6 separate regions of the Mus musculus genome follow, and regions 1, 2, 3, 5 and 6 are each linked to region 4. A link is a contact called in public HiChIP or PLAC-seq and promoter capture Hi-C data. All regions are on one chromosome and are shown on one strand. The core of a region is the stretch at or near the end of the contact, and the rest is flanking DNA. Distances in the headings are between cores, read along the strand shown. Region 1 holds the start of Cpne4 (copine IV). Region 2 holds the start of Dusp7 (dual specificity phosphatase 7). Region 3 overlaps Col6a4 (collagen, type VI, alpha 4). Region 4 holds the start of Atp2c1 (ATPase, Ca++-sequestering). Region 5 holds the start of Rpl29 (ribosomal protein L29). Region 6 overlaps Col6a4 (collagen, type VI, alpha 4).

Region 1 (2,755 bases), core at 163-2,662, 950 kb before region 4:
CTCTCAGGGTTATTTTTTCTAGCCTTGTAGCTAATATGGCATCTCAGAACAGCATGTGAGGCGACTGGAATAAGAAAAATGTTGATTTTCTGGAAACTGTTTCTTCTCAAAGATCTTCTCCTTTGATTTCCAGGATCATTTCTGAGCCCCCTTTGCTTTCCCCTGTCATTTCTCCTTCTCTGGCCTTTGAAACTGGGAACTGTGTAGTGGTCTAAAGCTTATAACCAAAGCCTTCACCTTACAAGAGACCTTGTTGGGTAGTACTTCAGCAAGCAGAGAGGGAGACACCTTCCTCCCTTGCCTGGTGTGCTTACCCATCATTTCTAACTCTGTGCGACCCCCAGGTGCAGAGAGATCCTTTTATTCATTTGCTTTATGGATTATAAAGTCTAATTTGATTCTGATCATGGGCATACCCAGGGTGGATTTGGTTCTCCAGTTTATCTACTTCTGCGGAGACAACTAGAAACAGCCTGACGTGCCTCCTCATTGTTTCTTTGCCTGAATGTGACTTCGAATAAATTTGTGACAGAAAAGTCATCACTTCCAAACTACCCCATAAGGGAGAGAGATGTCACTTAGCAGCACTGCAAAGCAAAACATCAAACCCCCTATTTCTTGTGTAAATGCTTTGTAGTGTGTTCAAAGTGTTTTATAATATGTGACAATGGTTACTCCCTAAATAAGACCTATAGTTTTTGGTTTGGGCTTTTTGAGACAGGGTCTCTAACCTAGGGCGGTTTCAAACTCCCTTTGTAGTTGAGGGTAACTTTGCCTTTCTGAGCCTTCTGCCTCCACCTCCCAAAGTCTGGGGTTTCAGGGATGCAATGCCATGTACAAATGTACAAATGCCTGGCTTTGTACAATGTTACGGTTTGAATGCAGAACCCTCTACATGTTAGGCCAGTGCTCTAACAACTGTGGTTCAACCCCAGCCAAAAACTTTATTTTAAAACATACATTCCCCAGGTATGGTGACGTGTTTGTATTCAGGAAAATATTCTGATATGAAGAGAAAAATAGCTGTTCACTCATTTAATCATGCATTTATTGACATGTAGGTACCAAAATAAGTATTCAATGTCACCCCCATTTTTAGTGAGAGTTGAGCGAATCAAGAAGTTTTCTTGAATGTATGCAAAAAAAAGTATAGCCCTTATTCTCTCCTCTCAGCTCTTGTGGTTTCACTGCTTTATCATAGAATAAGGAGAAATTAATCACGTGCCTCTCAGGAGCTGGTGGGAATTGCAAAGCTGAGCAGGGAATCAGGGCTGAGGGCGCGGCAGGACCATGGAGAGCGCCAGGGCCGCGACCAGGGCGGGGCGTCGCTGAGTCCCCGGAACCCCCCAGGGGGCGCTCGAGAGGAGGCTTAAGAACTAGTATCTTGCTGGGCTGCTGGGCGCAAGGGTTTCGTCAGAAGGTGGAAATCTCAGCTAGAAGCTGCCATCTCCTGGCTCTCACCCCTCCCTCCCTCCCTTCCTCCTTTCCTTCCTCCCTCACTCCTCTGCTCCCTCCCTCCTTCCCCAGTTCCTTCCTCTTTACTCAGCGAGTTCCTGAGCCCAGCAGCTCCTTCCACGCCGTTCACCCTCTCCCCCAGCCCCCAGCCCCCAGCCCCAAGAATGGAGTCGGGGTTTCCAGAGCGACCAAACTCTCCTCCCAGCATCTTTATCCTCCTCGGCTGTTGCTAAACTACCCCCAGTGGACCAAAGAGGGGGGAGGGAAGCCCGACTCTCCTAAGACCTCTTTACAACTACATCACCCAGGACCTCCACTCCAAAGGCGGATTTTGCATCCTGGGGGCGTGACAGACCTGTCCCGGGCTGAATTCTCTTTCTAGTCTCTGAGGCTGGCACACCCAGGTGAGTAGATGCTAACTCTGAGTCCTGTGTTCTTGCAAACTCGTCAGGGCTGCTGCGTAGCCAGACCAACTTTTGAGAAGCTCTGGGTTTTCGCCCAGCCTGGCTTGTTTGTCATTGCTGTTGTTCTGAACAGCGGCAGGAGCAGCAGTCCTTAAAGGCAAAAAAACTTTCAGCCAAAATACCTGCTTTTCCCGCATAACTCTACTCGCCCAGGTGGAGTGGTAGGGAGGCCCCAGGCGGGACGACAGAGGGAGGGCTAGGTTAGGCTCTGGAAGTCCTGCGGGCTTGAGGGAGGATTATTATTGTTTTAGAAATGAGAAGGGGGATGGGACCATAGTCGGGGCTGGAGTTGCTGCTTCCCATTTGACAGCAAAAAAGGTGTGGGGCATCAGTAGTGTTAGCCAATGGCTTGATCCTCTGCTGTTTGAATTCGGCTTCTGCAAGAGGTTCTAATAATATTTAACTGCGTCCATGACACCGAGGCTCACAAGTAACCCATAGTCTTGCTCGCGGCTTTATTTGGCTCGGTCTCCAACATTTTTTTCTTTTTGTTAAATGAAATAGCAGGGTGGTAAAGGAGGAACTGGAAGTACTGGGAGTCGCGTCTGACTAGAGAGCTAAAACTCGGTATCACGTACTACGAAGGATTGCTAGAACTCAATCCAAGGGAGTCAGAAAGTGGTCCACACTGAGTTGAGCTGAACAGCAATGGGTGGGAGTGGACAGAATCCAAGGAATAGTCTTAGGAAGATGAACTCCATCTTCCTCTTAGTGTAAGTGGGCTTGGGGTGGGGGTGGGGGCTAACCTCATTATGCATTCCAGATTCTACTGGGGGGGGGGGCTTCCAGGATTTAGGGAAGATTACCTATGGAGAGTCAATGAGGTGGAAGCAGGA
Region 2 (3,223 bases), core at 252-2,751, 850 kb after region 4:
CAGGAAACCCGGTCACCACTGCTTAGCGCTTAGCAAAACTGAAACCAAGAAGGGAGACTGGTACTCAGGATATACCACACATCACCAATTGGCAGGACAGATTGGGACTTAACACTTGGCCTCTGGAAGCTGTCTACCAGCTGTGTCCAGGACAGTACTCACAAAAGGGTCAGCTCTTTATATCTACAACCCCTCCTGACAAGACCCTCCCTGGCTGCCCTACTGTGGCCTTTCTCTAAGCGAATGTAGAAGAGGGCTCCTGCGGCTGAGAAAAAAAGGGAGGGGGGAGAACATTTAATTGGGAGATGGAGATTGAAACTGTAGCCCGATCGGACACCCCTGACACCGCAATCCCGGGTTAGGGTCAAGTTGGCTCAGAGATGACTAGCCCGGGACGGAGTGAGGGACTAAGCCTCAAGTTGGGATCCCCAGCCTGTTAAGAGAATGCACTCGGGGCTTGGGAGGAACAGCTCCCTCCAAGGAAAGACCGCCTTGGTCTGGTCAAAACCTTGCGGTCGGTCCTGCCGCTTTGTTTGAGCCCTACCTGCAGAGCCACGTACCTCCTGAGCCCCACCCGCCTGAGAGCCCGAACAGCACGCTGGACGAGGCCCCGCCCACTTCCAGCTGGGTGGACCCGCCGCGGGACCCGCCTCCTTTCCCCGCAGCCTCTTTCGGCGGCGATTGACTATCTGCCGAGCGCGTGCCCGCCTACCGCGAAACTTGATTGGTGCCTGGAGAGAGAGGTAGGCGAAGGGAAGCTGATTATGGAGCGCTCCCTCCCTCCTACCCGCCCCAATAGGAAAGTCACGTGGCGCTTCACTCCGGGCCAGTCACCACCGCACTTGTAAAAGCTTTCTTAAAGAGCTCGCGTTCCCTTACCCAGGGTTGGTCCTTTCAGAATTCCTCCACTTCTGCCTGCGATTTGCGAGAGCGGTCCTTGAACACCCCCCCCCCAACCCAAGTCACCTATTCCCTCAGCAGACCCTCCAACTCAGGTCTGGAACCTATGGCCATCAAGGGTTGGGATGATGCGGTCATCTGAAACTAAGACCGCCTAACACAGAGCACGACACGTAGTAGGAATTCAGTTTCCATTTGTTGAATGAACGCTATCAGAGAATGAATGAGGATAACAGACAAGAGGAGGGAAGACTGGCTCTGGGTGACCGCCCCCTGCCCCCAATCCTGAAGAAATTCTGCTTCTGTAAATGTTAGGTGGGGTCCCAGTGCAGCCTTTCTGCAAGGCACAGATGTAGGCGCTCAGCCAGAGATCTGCGAGGCCGCCTTGGCTCGCCCCTGGGCAGGTGGTAGCCAGGTCCCGGCTAGGCGGGCCCGTAGGAGCCGGCCGAGGGCGCTCCCGCGCCGCTTGCGGGGGAGGGGCTGCGGAGGCGCGGTGCCTTTAAGCCCAGGCGCCGGCCTCACGGCCCCGCCTCCCGGAGGACGCCCGGGCGCGCGGCCGCCGGAGCCGCGGTTTAATTGGGGCTGTCAGGCCGCGGCACGCGCGGAGGGCCGGCCGGGCGGGACTGAGGCCGGAGGCTGGGAGGCCGGGGCGGCGGGCGCGCGGCTCGGCGGGAGGCGGGCGCCCGGAGACGCGGCTGGGGCCAGCGCGGCCGGGGCGCCGTCCCAGGGCTGGGTTGCCCGGCCCCGGCCCCGGCCCCGGGATCCCCATGAAAAACCAGCTCCGCGGGCCCCCAGTGCGGGCGCACATGTCGACTTCGGGGGCGGCGGCGGCGGCGGCGGCTGGGGGCACTCGGGCGGGGTCGGAGCCCGGTGCGGGATCTGGGTCCGGCGCAGGCATCGGAGCGGGAGCGACGACGGGAGCGGGGGCCATGCCCTGCAAGAGCGCCGAGTGGCTGCAGGAGGAGCTGGAGGCGCGCGGTGGCGCGTCCCTGCTGCTGCTAGATTGCCGGCCGCACGAGCTCTTCGAATCGTCGCACATTGAGACGGCCATCAACCTGGCCATCCCGGGTCTCATGCTGCGCCGCCTGCGCAAAGGCAACCTGCCCATCCGCTCCATCATTCCCAACCATGCCGACAAGGAGCGCTTCGCCACGCGCTGCAAGGCGGCCACCGTGCTGCTCTACGACGAGGCCACGGCGGAGTGGCAGCCCGAGCCCGGCGCCCCCGCCTCCGTTCTCGGCCTGCTCCTGCAGAAGCTGCGAGACGACGGCTGCCAGGCCTACTACCTCCAAGGTGAGGACAGAACCTAGACCCCAGGCGGTATTGGGGCTGCGCCTCTGCTCCCTGGCGCCCTCGCTGCAGGCTGTTTCCTTTCCACTCGCTTGGCCAGGCCGGGCGCCACGTCGCCCCTGGTCCGAATCCGCCCTTCTGGGAGCCATCCCCTAAGGTGTGGATTTAGCCAGGCACAGGGAACCCGATCTGTGTTCTCTTTCTCAGCACCGTTCAGTGGCTGAAACAAACTTTCCCTTTCCTATTTAATTTTTTTCTCTGTGGATGGGTAGACAACAGCGCACAGGCTCCAGTTGAGCTCGGAGGAAGGGAGAGATCGGTACTGGAACCCAGAAAAGAGCAGGGCCCACAGGAATTTATGTCATTAGGAAGATAGGATCGGGAAGGTACCTTTTTCAGTATCACCCACCCTCCAGTGCATGGGCCCGTTTATGATGGTTTCTCTGGGATCCCACTATGGCCCCTATCAATCAGAATCACGGCTTGGAGGCACTTCTGCAGATGTGTGGGCAGTGGCCCAGGTGTGAGTGTGTGTGTGTGTTGGGGAATGGGGAATGGGCCTCAGTTCGCTGCCCCTGAGTTTATGGAAGGGGGAGACAGGCAGCTTGCCTGCGGGCCAGGGGGTGAGGGGAGCTATTGGCTGCAGCCGGTGTTTCCAATTAACATTCCAAAATGGCCTCTTGCTGGCAGCAGACAGGCTGGGAGGGGAGGGGAGTCCTGCGGCACCCTCGGGTGCCGCAGGGCCATGTCTAGCTTCATGGTGTTCCTTGTCTCTCCTGTCCTTGTCTAGCCCCCGTGGCCCCTCTCTTTGAGTCACATGCAGTGTGTCGGGTGCTTGTCCAGGGAAGGTGAATCGCTAGTACCCGGTTCCCCTCTTGCTGGGGAAAGGGACTTCACACCACCCTCCCCAAGTGTGGTTGCTTGGACTCTGCCTCTGACAGGCCCATAGGTGTTCTGGCTCCTCTCTCTTTGGAATAGGGGTTTGCTGACCTACAGGTGCTGGCCTGCGATGGGTTTGTTGGCCTTTCTTTGC
Region 3 (2,931 bases), core at 3-2,502, 520 kb after region 4:
GATTAGTAATGTCTGCCATGGGCACAGAATAGGAGAAGTAAAGTCCATGCAACAGGTATCTCCCTTCCCCTCTACAGAACTAAATCCAGGACAGGAAACAGAAAGTAATCACCAGCAAAGACACAAAGAAGAGAGAGATCCCTATAAACAGCCAGAGTGGAGGCTTGTGTAGCAACTACTCCTAACTGAAACATTTTATCCTGGAGGAAGGCTACCTTCGATTCAGGAAGCAAGCAACTCACAAGTCTCAGGAAGTTCCTGAAATATCTAAGACTCACAAGGGTTCCCCAAAGTTATGGAAGCAGTAAAGAATGGTGAGGAGAGGAGGTGCTCTGCCATCTGGAGCCTTTGTTTGAGGAGATTCTGTAACCTGACCTATCCAGTTGTCTGCAGTCACGATTAGAGTTGCAGGGTTACGGTCTCTGGGAGTCATCATCATGCAGTGCTGGGCCTTTTGGTAATACAGTTAGTTTCTTTTTAATCATGCATACCCCATAAGTAACCTTTCACCCAGACATCTGTAAGTGACCCCAATAAACTCAACATTTCACCAAGCAGGACTCTGAACTCTGGAAGAATCGTTACTTTGGTCTGTCCTTGGTTTGCTATCTGGAGTGAGGAGGCATTGGTTCATGCCTCCCCAGGAAAAGTCTCCCACAACATCAGAAAAACTATCATGAGAAAGAAGGAAAGGGAACCAGACAATCAAAAACAAGTCAGTGTTCAAATGAGCACTGAGGACGGAAACGTGGAAAAGGCATGCATGTGGGGAGTGGCAACACCAACATGGACAAACACACAGGGGCCGGTAAGCATGAGGAATGTTCTAGAGGCAGAGACTGGTATAGTTTGGCTGGGAGGGAGGCTAAAGGGTCCTGGTGGGAGACTATGTCATCAGTGACAGGGACCCATAAAGAGCTTATGAGTCACAGAGTGACCCACTCACGGTACAAAGCACACGGGTTAAGTCCTACATTCAGCAACTAGGTTCATAATCCACCCTTCAGGTCCCAAGCAAAGCTTTCAAAGGGTCATGTGAATTACTGCCTTTCACACTCAGACTCAAACAAAACCACTAGATGATTCCTTCCAACTGCTTAAACTGCTGCTGTCTGATAATGCATCAGAAAGATGACAGAGAAAAACACCCGCATATTTTACCCGACTGCCGCTGCTTCCTTTCTCTCCAGATGGCCCTGCGGCTCCACGATCGCCCTAGGAAAAGAAAAAGAAAATAGACAAGGCATCTTTATCCTATTAGTCACTCTGGAAGCTTTCTTTGTGTCATCTTACATTCTAGCCAAGAGTGAGAATGTACATTAGCACCCTTGGCAAGAGGACAGATCAGGGGCCCTGAGTAACTCTCACACCAAAAACAATCTCAGTTACCAGATTTCATACGTTAAGATGACAAATAAAAAGAAATTCTTAGTGTTCTCAATGAAGAAAAGGCAGATAGCATTTTAAGAGAATCAATTAGAACTTCTTGAACTGGAAAAAAAAAATGAGTGGATTTAAAATTCTACGGGCATGTTAAATCGCAGAGTAAAGTCAGAAATAGTAAATTAGAAACCAAAGCTTAAGAATGTAAATCTTAAATCTCTGTATTTTCTCCGTGGTCTTAGGTGACCCCTGAGAAAAAGCTGTTCAACCCCCAAAGGGGTTGCAATCCACAGGTTGAGAACGGATGGAACAAAGGAAACAGATGCTATGCTCTGTGTCTCACATGTCTCTCGAAGTCTACGTGATGCATCTGATCCCAGCGTGTGGGTGCGAGGAGATGCTGTGGACCTTTAAGAGGTGTGACCTGGTGGGAGGTCCTCAGGCCACCAGATCGAACCCTTGAAGGGAACCCTGGGACCCCAGCCCTTTCTTCTTTTCCTCCTTCTTCCCAATCATGAAGAGAGCAGATCTTCCCACCACACGCTCCCCAGAATTCTCTTCTGGGGTTCCCCCATCGAGGGCTTTGGAGAAAGGGGTCCACCTAACCACGGACTTGAATCTTAAAATCATGAGCCAAGAAAATGAGCCTTTTCTCTCTATATGCAAATCAACTTGGGTATCTCATTATTGGACAGGAAGCTGACGAATACAATACCGAAGCTTAAAACTTCAATAGGGTAATTTTCTACGGATTTTCTAAGATCTGTAGAAGGCATAAATAGATCCAAAGGCTTAACAAGTTCCAAGCAGAATAAATAACATGAAACCTACACCTGGAGACGTCTTATTGAAACTGTCAAAACTAACAGCAATGGGGACTATTTTAATGCAACCTGATATATATTTTTGAAATGCTGCTTGCTGAGAGATAATTATTTTGACAGCTTCTTAGAAGTAATAATGAAAAATCCAAGGCAAAAGAAGACAGAAACTAAGAAGACATTCTCAAAGTGCTGAGAAGGGACAACTCTCAAAACAGAATTGTTTACTCAGTGAGTTATCTTTTTTTTTTTTTTCTGAACTAGAAAACATAAAATAAAGAGATTGCAGAGAAACAAAAGCCAAGGGAGTTTACAATGAGCCTGACCCTAACGGAAAGTCTGCCAGTTGTTTCTTGTTTTGTTTCATTTCACTTTGTTTCCATTTTTAAGATATATACTATTAAAAGGAAGGTATCTGTGATGCTAATAAATGTGGGAGCAAAGCTAAAAGAAGACCAGCTCTATAGGACAACTTGGACAACAAAGCTGGGGCTGGAGAGACAGCTCAGCCGTGAAGTCCTCTTCCACAGGGCCCAGGTTTGGTTCACAGGACCCACGTGGTCCTTTCTGCTCAAGTTATCGAGAATGTAGAGCCCACTTCTGGCCTCCACAGGCACCTCCATACACGGGCATGTGTTCACACACACAAATATAAATCTACTTTTTTAATGTCTAATTGCTGGAACTTAACAAAATATAAGACAGAAATGAACTTCAGGATCATGAC
Region 4 (3,167 bases), core at 207-2,706:
GGAGACAGAAATGTTTCTCACCGAGTGTTACCCTGAAACTGAGCGAGAGGTAAATGGGGCAACCTAGCTCCCTTAATGCAGAGAGCCTGAGTCTCTAGCACTAGTCAAAATCATTTAAGATTTTAAGATGCAGTTTCCTTGATAATCCTAATGATCTGTCAGGTATTTTGTTTTTTGGTTTTTGTTTTTTTTTTTTTTTTTCAAATGAGGCATGAGCTTTGGGGAAAAGGGGTCACCAAAGGGTTTCCTTCTGCTGCCCTCTGCTTCCATTTCTGGGAAGCCTCTTACTAACTGGGTCATTTTCTACCACGGAGGAAAAAAGAACAGGACACTGGCAATATCTGTCGCCTGGCTCTGCCGTTCTAGAGAGAGCACAGGGCAGAGCGCTTGTGGCTGGTCATCTTCTATGTGGTGACAGACCTGTCTTTCATATTTCTAGTCCGTTGCCAAGCTTCTAAATGAGCTCCTGGATTTAAATGGGCCACACATTGTTCTCTCTCTAATCCAGTGCAATTACGAAAGCAGTTTTTAGATATCAATGTATAATGTAATCAATGTAATGAACACACATGTTTTTAAATGAAATAACCAGACATTTTAAACAGGCTTATTAAGATGCGTCTATACCCACATGCTAGAACTTCCTGTTGGAAACTGTAGCTTTCAATTGGCTAAAAGGATTAATAATTATTGTGCTCTGTCCCCTATGCACCACATATAAGAATCACCTATTATATCCAAATGATCTTATCAGCCCACTAATGATCTGATTATAGCCACACAGATAACCTTCATTTTGCAAATCCTAGTGACATTAAAATAATCACAGAAACATGCAAGAAAATAAGTGTGTTTCTAGGGTATACTGCTTCATCTATTGAGCTACGAACGGTTTCAGAATTTGTCTTCGAAACACTGAAAAAATGATCAAAGTATCAAAGAGTCACCTCCGTAGTATGGTAGGTTCATCTAGATAACGGAAGAAAGCAAAATAAGTGTCAAACACACACACCCAGAACATTTGCATAATTTATCTCAGGACCCAAACGTTCCACAGCCAAGTAACCCCTCACAAGCGGCAGGCTCCTCTGACTGCCAAGCTCGAGTAACTACAGGCTGGATCTGACCTCTGCCTATGAACACCAGTAAGCCAGCAGAGAAACATTCCCCAAGCTTCGACAGGCCACACCCAGAAATAAGCACCAGTTATTTTTAAAGTTAGCACAAACAAAATAGTACCTGCTCTTCGGCCCTTTGGCTTCTCAGCGTTGATAAATATTTCCGAATAGAGTGGAGAGGATACTTTTTCAAGTAAGAAAATCCGGACGGAGGCAATAAGTTCTCCATACTGAGGGGAAACCCGAGGGTCCTTGTCTGCCCCTCCCTGACAGCGACCAAATGCGACCTAGACACTTAGTCTCTGCTGCCTAGCCGCTCCTTTGAAGTGCCACCACTTTGCTGCAAACCGAGCAGGTGTCAATCTTATAGCTCCCCCTTTGAGTGGAAGTTCCTAGAGACAGCTGAGGGAGGCGGGTCATCTAGAAACCTCCAGAACTGCAATGCCCAGGAGCCAGAGGCAGGAAGAAGTTCAGGGCTGGCCCGAAGAATGTAAACAGCCCAGCGATAGCGATATGACTGACTGTCCTATTTTGAGCAGCAAGGCTCTGTTGCAAGCGATGTTAATATTAGCTAGCGGGTGACTTTCCATACCCACGGACTCTCGTGAGGTTTAATTTTAATTCTTCCGACAGTATTTCTGGTGATTCTTTCTTTCTTTCTTTCTTTCTTTCTTTCTTTCTTTCTTTCTTTCTTTCTTTCTTTCTTTCTTTCTAAGAGGGCATGACATGAGGTTTTCCCAGTTTCCTTTGAGCTTTCTTGTCATTACCAACACACACTAACAACCTTCAACTGAGCCTCCGCTCAAAAGTGTCAATTCATTTCAGCCTTGAGAAACGCTGTTTTAGAGTTCTTATTTTATTATTTTTATTCATCTCTCATATGTTACATCCTGACCACAGTTTCTCCTCTCCTCCCAGCTCCTCCACCCACACATTCCTCCTCCCCACTCCCCAGGAGGAGGAAAAGGGTCCCACACATAGGCAAAAGAGTCTGGGACAGACCCAGCTCTCAATGTTAGCATTTCCACATGAACCCGGAGCTACTCAGCCATAACATACATGCAGAGGACTTGGGGCAGACCCCTGCAGGCTTCCTGGTCTCTGCAAGTTCCCATGAGTGTATTGATTCTGTGGACCCTGTTAGAAGACTAGCACTGTTTGAAAACTAAGCAAATCACACACACACACACACACACTCACACACAGACACCACCCCTTCATGGACATTATGGGGTTGGCCAGCTCTGTGGACATTCATTGAGTTCTGTGGTGCATTGTGCTACGTGCCAGTAACCAGACACTTTGCATTTATTGGGCAATGGCTGCAAACAGATTCTTTTCTGAGTTAAAAGGCTTCTTGCCTTGAATCCTTATCGCAAAGCCACAGGCTGAACTCAGAACCATTAAATTTCCCCGAGGCTTTCTCCTGAGTATCTGTGAGAGGAACTGTTACAAGCACACTTCTAACTACTATAAAAAGGATTCATGCCTTCAAAAGAGGAAAAAGGGGTGGTGGGGGCAGGGGGGTAAAGAAGAACACAACAAGAGATCTGTTGTGTTAAAGGATATGAAATTATACATTTGAAAGTTCATTTTCTTTGGGATCTATAGAGGTCACAGGGTTTGTCGTCTAAGTCCTGAGCCACACTTCTACCCCCACTCCACCCCAACTGTGTGTGCATGTATGTGTGTGTGTATGTGTGCATGTGCGCGTGCACACATACACACACACACACACACACACACACATGCATATTTATACTAGTGTACATACCCATGCTGTCCCATAAGGCTAGAGGACTAATGTCCTGCTCTAAGGCTTTCTGCCTTATTCCCTTGAGATGGCTCCTCTCAGTGAACCTGGAGCTAACTGGGCAAGCCAGCAAGTCCCAGCCATCTTCTTGAATCTGCTCACCACAGGGCTGTAGTTACAGGAACAAGCAGCCATGCCAGGCTCCTCCGCATGCAGGTGCTAGGGATTCAAATTCTGATCCCTCTTCTGGTACAGCAAATGCTCTCACCCACTGAGCCATCCCCCAGCCTCCCGCC
Region 5 (2,945 bases), core at 115-2,614, 910 kb after region 4:
ATCACAGAGGCTTGCCTGCCTCTGCCTCGTGAGTGCTGGGATATCCTGACATTATAAAAGTTTTTTGGAGCTGGGCAGTGGTGGTACACGCCTTTAATCCCAGCACTTGGGAGGCAGAGGCAGGGGGATTTCTGAGTTTGCGGCCAGCCTGGTCTACAGAGTGAGTCCCAGGACAATCAGGGCTACACAGAGAAAAACCCTATCTTGAAACAACAACAAAAAAAGCTTTTCGGAGACAAGGTCTACCTGAATTACTCAGGCATCTCAGACTTACAATTCTTCAGCCAGTAGCTGTGATTACAGGCCTGTTTTCACCTCTCTAGCATCATCTCACATCTAATATATGTGAAAAGAAACCACGAGGGCTGGTGAGATGGCTCAGCAGGTAAGAGCACCCAACTGGGGCTGGTGAGATGGCTCAGCAGGTAAGAGCACCCGACTGCTCTTCCGAAGGTCCAGAGTTCAAATCCCAGCAACCACATGGTGGCTCACAACCATCTGTAACAAGATCTGACGCCCTCTTCTGGAGTGTCTGAAGACAGCTACAGTGTACTTACATATAATAAACAAATAAATAAATAAATAAATAAATAAATAAATAAATAAATAAATAAATCTTAAAAAAAAAAGAGCACCCAACTGCTCTTCCGAAGGTCCTGAGTTCAAATCCTAGCAACCACATGATGGCTCACAATCATCCGTAAGGAGATCTGACTCCCTCTTCTGGAGTGTCTGAAGACAACAACACTGTACTTACATATAATAAATAAATAAATCTTAAAAAAAAAAAAAAAAAGAAACCACGAAACTGCCACTCTGGGGAACCAGCCCAGGCTGTTGGAGTAGACTTGGACTATCGTTGCCGCTTTTCTCTCTCTAATTTTCGGCACCCTAAATCCAGTCTATTCTTTTCCCTAGTACATTCTTCACTGTCTTCAGGCAGCCAGCGCCCTTGTGTGGCAGTCTGCATGAGTCTCATAGCTCTTCTCCTCTCCTCTGCCCTCTCCAGTGCATTCCACACAGGAGCCCGGTGAGCTGTTTAAGAACACAGATTCTTCGCTCCATTAACATTCATCCCTCAAAGGCCCCCTCGGCTTTCAGAGTCTTTGGAAGTCTAGCCCAAGAGCAAAGTAGGCACTGGAGGAAGAGAAGGAAGCAAACACGGGCTGGCCGCCGTCGTGGTCCATGCTAACACCACGCTCTTAACCCCAGTAGCAAAAGCCTGCTGTTGGAGGATGAACAGTTATAACCCAGTCTAGGCTACACAGCAAGAAAGACCCGCTCAAAAAATAGCGGGGAGGGGTTAAGCAAAGAAAGAAATCTGTGACGCTAAGAGGGCGTGGCCAGGCTCTAACCCCTCCCCTTTCTAGGCTTCAACTCTTTCCGGCCTTGGAACCTTTTTTCTCCGCCAGCAGTGAGGGAAGCTTTTCCGTTGGACTTTCCGGCGGTGTCGGCCCTATTTCCCGTGCTGCACTGCGGGCCTTTCTCTTTCTCTTCCGGTCTCCGGCGCTGCGGGAGCCGCGGGTTACCGTGAGTGTTGGCCTTACGGCATCCGATGACATCCGTGACTACAGGGCGGCGGCGGGTCGCGAGGCAGGCGACACGGGTGGCAGGAAGGACAGGGCGGGCAGCTGCTTGGCTATGGGGCATCGAGATTGCCGGGCGGGGGTGGTTCCCGGTCGTCCTCAAGGAACGGATGGCGGGGAAAGCCGCCCCGGGGCCGGCAAGCTCAGTCTCAGGACCGACCTCCTTGCTCGCGTTTGAGAGGTGGGGTCGCGTTTTGTGAGTGTTGCCAGGCTGGCGGGTGTCGTAAATCGGAAGCGTCTGCTGCAGCCTCTGGTTTCTTCATGTTACCCCAGCTCAGGGCGGCAGAGGTGTGCCGGTCTGGGGAAGCCCAGAACTGATCTCGTGGCTTTCTTGCAGGTGCAGACATGGCCAAGTCCAAGAACCACACCACACACAACCAGTGTAAGTTCCTTGGGCTCCGGCTGGCGACTGTACCCCAGCGAGGATTGGGTTAGGGTTGCTAGATCAGAGCTGGAGGGAGGGCAGGTCACCCTTCAGGTGAGCCTTGAAGATGATTGTGTGTTTAGCTACTTTGGAGATTACAAATTTGGGAGCCAGGAATCCGCTTAAAAAGCCCATAGTGCTTTCCACCCATCCTTAGTGTATTCTCAAAAGACTGCCAACCATGATGTTAGGTGGTCTTATTGGAAGATACCTCATTTTTTTTTGACCTGTAAATATTTGTTACCCTACAGCCCGCAAATGGCACAGAAATGGCATCAAGAAACCCCGGTCGCAAAGATACGAATCTCTTAAGGGGGTGAGTGATGACAGTGGGTCATAAACTATCCCTTGGCTCCAGGTCTACAGGGTAGGGCCTCTTGTAAGTCATGTCTCCTCCACCACCAGCGTGTGTGTTTCGAGCTAGGATTTCTCTGTGTAGTCCTGGTTGTTCTAGAACTCACTATGTAGACCAGGCTGGCTTCGAACTCTGAGCTCTAGGGATTGTGTTGCCTAGCTTCTCCTTGTCTCCCATGTCAGACTCAACAGAAAAGCCTTCCTTGACCTTCCCAGCCCCTGGTGTAATCTCCTGAGAACAGAACTGCTTCTCTTGCTCCGTGGAGCCTTGAGGGAGGGAGGGAGTCGTTCTGTATATTGGGTACCTCATGGTCTGCGTCTAAACGCAACTCTAGTTCTGTACATTTGATTGCACCCAGATAATAGACTGGGGATAACTGAGGCTGTACTAGGTCTGTTTGCTGCCTGCAACCACGCTCTCTGATGTGAATCTGATGGACTAGGCTTGGTATCTGACACTCAGCTGAGGTGGGGGGGTGCCCCTAGACAAGTCTCAGGAAACAGCTAGGTTTCCAGAAGTTCACACCCACACCCTCCAACCTTTTTGTGGTTAAGGTTAACTTACTGTTGTTTTTACAGTA
Region 6 (2,947 bases), core at 11-2,510, 550 kb after region 4:
CTTCCTGAGATTCTGAGGAGCCCAGGGCGCTGAACACGGCCTAGAATCATACATTCTTACCCATCTTGTGAAATTGAGATAGCTCTCAGGAAAAGGGTGGGGGAAGACGTTCCTTAGAGTCAGGCTTCTCCTGGGCACCTGCATGTATTACACACGCCAAGTGTTTAAAAGGCTCACACACATGTGCATGCATGCATGTGCATGTATGTGTGCCTCTGTGTGTGTGTGATATATACACATTGATCCATAACTGGCAGATCTTCTGATCATTATGATTATCCAGGAAGAATTCTGGTAAAAAATCTTTGACGTTTCTATTAGTATCTAAGCTCCCTCCAAACTCGGGGTGATTTTCCTGATTCTGGGCACCTTCTCAGCTGCTTCGCAGCCTGGGATGGAAGTCAGCTCTCACAGTCTTCAGTCCCTTTGTGAGTTAGCTCTTTTTCTCCTCTTCTGCCCGATAAGAGATAAGCGGGGAATGGACCAGGAAATGAAAGCCTCTTTTAATCAATTTCTCATTGCTAGAACAGAGAGAGGGACTGAGAACACAGGTCAGTGCGGGATGGGGACTTGTTTGTATAATTCAGATTTCTAGGCCTAGGGACAAGAAATCAAGAAAGCATTAAAAAAAAACATTTAGTAATTTTTAAAAATAGAACTTCGGTGGTTTTTTTTCCCCCTGAAGATATAATCACAGGCTTGAATTTTACGTCAATTATCTGCATTTCAGTGATTCAAATTTAAATCTATTCTTCTAAGTTGAGTCTGAGAAATACCAGTATGGTAGAGAAAAAAAAATAGAGAAGCAGACACAAAGGCCTTCATAACAGTGAAAGGTATCTCAGTTTTCCACACTTAAGCCAGGTGTGGTAATGCAGGACTTGAGAGGTAGAGGCAGGAGGACAGGGATTTTATCAGGTCATAGTAAATTTGAGGCCAGCCTGTTTTACGAGAGACCCTTTCTCAAAAAGTAACCTATTTACTAGGAACATAACTTTCTCTCTTGTGTTTAGAATCAGGACAAAACTACGATTTTCAAAGTTGAGGTTTCTGGGTTTTTTTTTAATGAGTTGACCCCAATTTTTGTTCATGGTGAAAAAGGGAAAGGAAGGAGCAGCACACAGCCCCCAGATGCAGACACGCCCTCCTACCTTCCTGTGTGCTCCCCAGATGCAGACAGGCCCTCCTACCTTCCTGTGTGCTCCCCAGATGCAGACACGCCCTCCTACCTTCCTGTGTGCTCCCCAGATGCAGACATGCCCTCCTACCTTCCTGTGTGCTTTGTCGTGTGCTTTCTGGAATAAAGCTCATCAGAGGAGGCATTCCGCTCAACATCTCAGGGCAGAGCTTCTTTTTAAGTTTGTTTCCTACAACACTGAGTTGCAGAAAGGACTCTAGGCGGATGGCGTGCTTCCAGGGAGGGTATGTGACAATCTTCTCCAGGTCCTTACTCTCAGAGGCAGGCTGGGTGCCCGCTGCATAGATGGTGACCCCCGCCCTGCGAAGGTAGGAAGCAGGTGTAGACACATTGTCTAGAGAAGGACTTTCTATGATGACCACAGCTATCTGCTGTACGCCCCGATGGGGCCGGCTGCCCTTCTCTGGAAGGAAAACTTCTTTCCTCAGGAAGTCTAAAGCAGCACCTGCCTTCGCCCTTCCTCTTCTTGCTCGGAAAGTTAACCTGTCCAGATGGCGTAAGACTTGGGCAGCGCTTTGATACATATCCAGGGAAAACTCCAGCCTTGGTTTCTCACTGTAAAAGACCAAGCTGACTCTTGTGGTATCAGGATGGATGTTGAGAGAGTGGACAGTGGTCGTCAAGAAATGGACAACTCGCTGGAAATTGGGTTGCCTGGCACTGCTAAAGTCCTCAACAAGGAACACCAGGTCGGCTGGAACGGGAACTAGACATTCTGAAAACCAAAAGACACAGAGAGTTCCAGCCTAAGAATGGAGGAATAAAGAAAATACTCAAATATAAAGGTACTGCTGGGGCATGGTCTATCTGCCACAGTAATGTGTCTAAGGCTTTAAGTTACATTATGCTAACTTCTACTTGGGTGCTTTAGAATTTAGAGAAAGTCTTTTTTTTTCTTTCTTTCTTTCTTTTGGACATCAAAATCAAAATGCATTAAGAGATTCATGCCTATCCCAAAATTCTCAAAAAAAAAAAAGTTATGGACACCCACCATAAAACCACCCAAGATCACCTTCCAATTTGTCTAACAATCTTAGAAGCTTGGGGTATTGGCTGGCTTTTTCCTTCATTTTTCTACCTTCAAGAAGACTCTGAGTCAAAATCCTCTCTACGGGTCTGAAACATCCTTTACTTCATCACTTCCCCCCACCCTTCATGTAATTTCAACAGAGACAAAATGAAATTCTGCAAGTTTTGTGAAAATCTTTCCCCAAATATGGGGCTAACTAGACACAGTGAGGCTTGCCTATGACCCCAGACCTTGGAAGGCTGAGGCAGAGAGTAACAAGTTCAAGGTCATCTTGGTCGAGAGAGAGAGAGAGAGAGAGAGAGAGAGAGAGAGAGAGAGAGAGAGAGAGAGAGAGAGAGAGAGAGAGAGAGAGAGAGTAGAAGGAGGAGGAGGAGGAAGAAGAAGAAGAAGAAGAAGAAGAAGAAGAAGAAGAAGAAGAAGAAGAAGAAGAAGAAGAAGAAGAAGAAGAAGAAGAAGAAAAAGAAGAAGAAGAAGAAGAAGAAGAAGAGGGAGAGGGAGAGGGAGAGGGAGAGGGAGAGGGAGAGGGAGAGGGAGAGGGAGAGGGAGAGGGAGAGGGAGAGGGAGAGGGAGAGGGAGAGGGGCTAGAGACACGGCTCAGTGCTTAAGAGCACTTCCTGCTCTTACAGAGGACCTAGACTCAGTTCCAGACATCCACATGACAGCTCACAGCCACCTGTAATTCCAGACCCAGGGATCACCTGATGCTCTCTTCTGACCTC

What was found. Promoter capture Hi-C pulls out the DNA fragments that hold promoters and counts their contacts. HiChIP or PLAC-seq counts read pairs in DNA pulled down with a chosen protein or histone mark.
Region 1: an H3K27ac HiChIP or PLAC-seq map of microglia shows a contact between it and region 4, with 5 times the contacts expected there. The contact joins the promoter of Cpne4 here to the promoter of Atp2c1 in region 4. A contact is called at or near these places in 9 of 39 promoter capture datasets (the 3T3-L1 cell line, the C10 cell line, HPC-7-derived erythroid cells and 4 more), 1 of 115 datasets of contacts at active chromatin or transcription factors (microglia) and 1 of 9 other capture datasets (embryonic stem cells).
Region 2: a promoter capture Hi-C map of hippocampal neurons shows a contact between it and region 4, with 2.8 times the contacts expected there. The contact joins the promoter of Dusp7 here to the promoter of Atp2c1 in region 4. A contact is called at or near these places in 3 of 39 promoter capture datasets (hippocampal neurons and liver) and 1 of 484 Hi-C or Micro-C datasets (the G1E-ER4 cell line).
Region 3: a contact with region 4 is called in a promoter capture Hi-C map of trophoblast stem cells, with 3 times the contacts expected there. The contact joins the enhancer-like site here to the promoter of Atp2c1 in region 4. A contact is called at or near these places in 10 of 39 promoter capture datasets (the 3T3-L1 cell line, 3T3-L1-derived adipocytes, the C10 cell line and 7 more), 1 of 15 datasets of contacts at CTCF or cohesin (large pre-B cells), 3 of 115 datasets of contacts at active chromatin or transcription factors (differentiating embryonic stem cells, embryonic basal ganglia and embryonic stem cells) and 2 of 9 other capture datasets (adipose tissue and embryonic stem cells).
Region 5: a promoter capture Hi-C map of liver shows a contact between it and region 4, with 2.3 times the contacts expected there. The contact joins the promoter of Rpl29 here to the promoter of Atp2c1 in region 4.
Region 6: a contact with region 4 is called in a promoter capture Hi-C map of embryonic stem cells, with 6 times the contacts expected there. The contact joins the enhancer-like site here to the promoter of Atp2c1 in region 4. A contact is called at or near these places in 6 of 39 promoter capture datasets (the C10 cell line, the HPC-7 cell line, HPC-7-derived erythroid cells and 3 more), 1 of 115 datasets of contacts at active chromatin or transcription factors (embryonic stem cells) and 1 of 9 other capture datasets (liver).

Annotation. Positions count from the first base shown.
Region 1 is chr9:104,568,243-104,570,997 of GRCm38.p6, forward strand. It overlaps Cpne4 (copine IV), which reads left to right and starts at 1,413. Exons shown (of 16, transcript NM_028719.3): 1 at 1,413-1,859.
Region 2 is chr9:106,367,131-106,370,353 of GRCm38.p6, forward strand. Dusp7 (dual specificity phosphatase 7) reads left to right here and starts at 1,502. Exons shown (of 3, transcript NM_153459.4): 1 at 1,502-2,193. The coding sequence starts at 1,668.
Region 3 is chr9:106,043,064-106,045,994 of GRCm38.p6, forward strand. It overlaps Col6a4 (collagen, type VI, alpha 4), which reads right to left. Exons shown (of 38, transcript NM_026763.2): 17 at 1,162-1,215. Among named protein-coding and RNA genes, the nearest start is that of Col6a4, 52 kb to the right of the region's middle. Within about 2 kb of position 1,253, at least 19 of the 459 cell types and tissues checked have an H3K27ac peak or open chromatin away from gene starts, as enhancers often do. A contact at or near this core is called in trophoblast stem cells, where this site is marked.
Region 4 is chr9:105,519,801-105,522,967 of GRCm38.p6, forward strand. It overlaps Atp2c1 (ATPase, Ca++-sequestering), which reads right to left and starts at 1,457. Exons shown (of 27, transcript NM_001253831.1): 1 at 1,240-1,457. The coding sequence starts at 1,347.
Region 5 is chr9:106,428,047-106,430,991 of GRCm38.p6, forward strand. Rpl29 (ribosomal protein L29) reads left to right here and starts at 1,365. Exons shown (of 3, transcript NM_001324534.1): 1 at 1,365-1,968; 2 at 2,262-2,326. The coding sequence starts at 1,932.
Region 6 is chr9:106,070,646-106,073,592 of GRCm38.p6, forward strand. It overlaps Col6a4 (collagen, type VI, alpha 4), which reads right to left. Exons shown (of 38, transcript NM_026763.2): 6 at 1,269-1,913. Among named protein-coding and RNA genes, the nearest start is that of Col6a4, 25 kb to the right of the region's middle. Within about 2 kb of position 1,261, at least 7 of the 459 cell types and tissues checked have an H3K27ac peak or open chromatin away from gene starts, as enhancers often do. A contact at or near this core is called in embryonic stem cells, where this site is marked.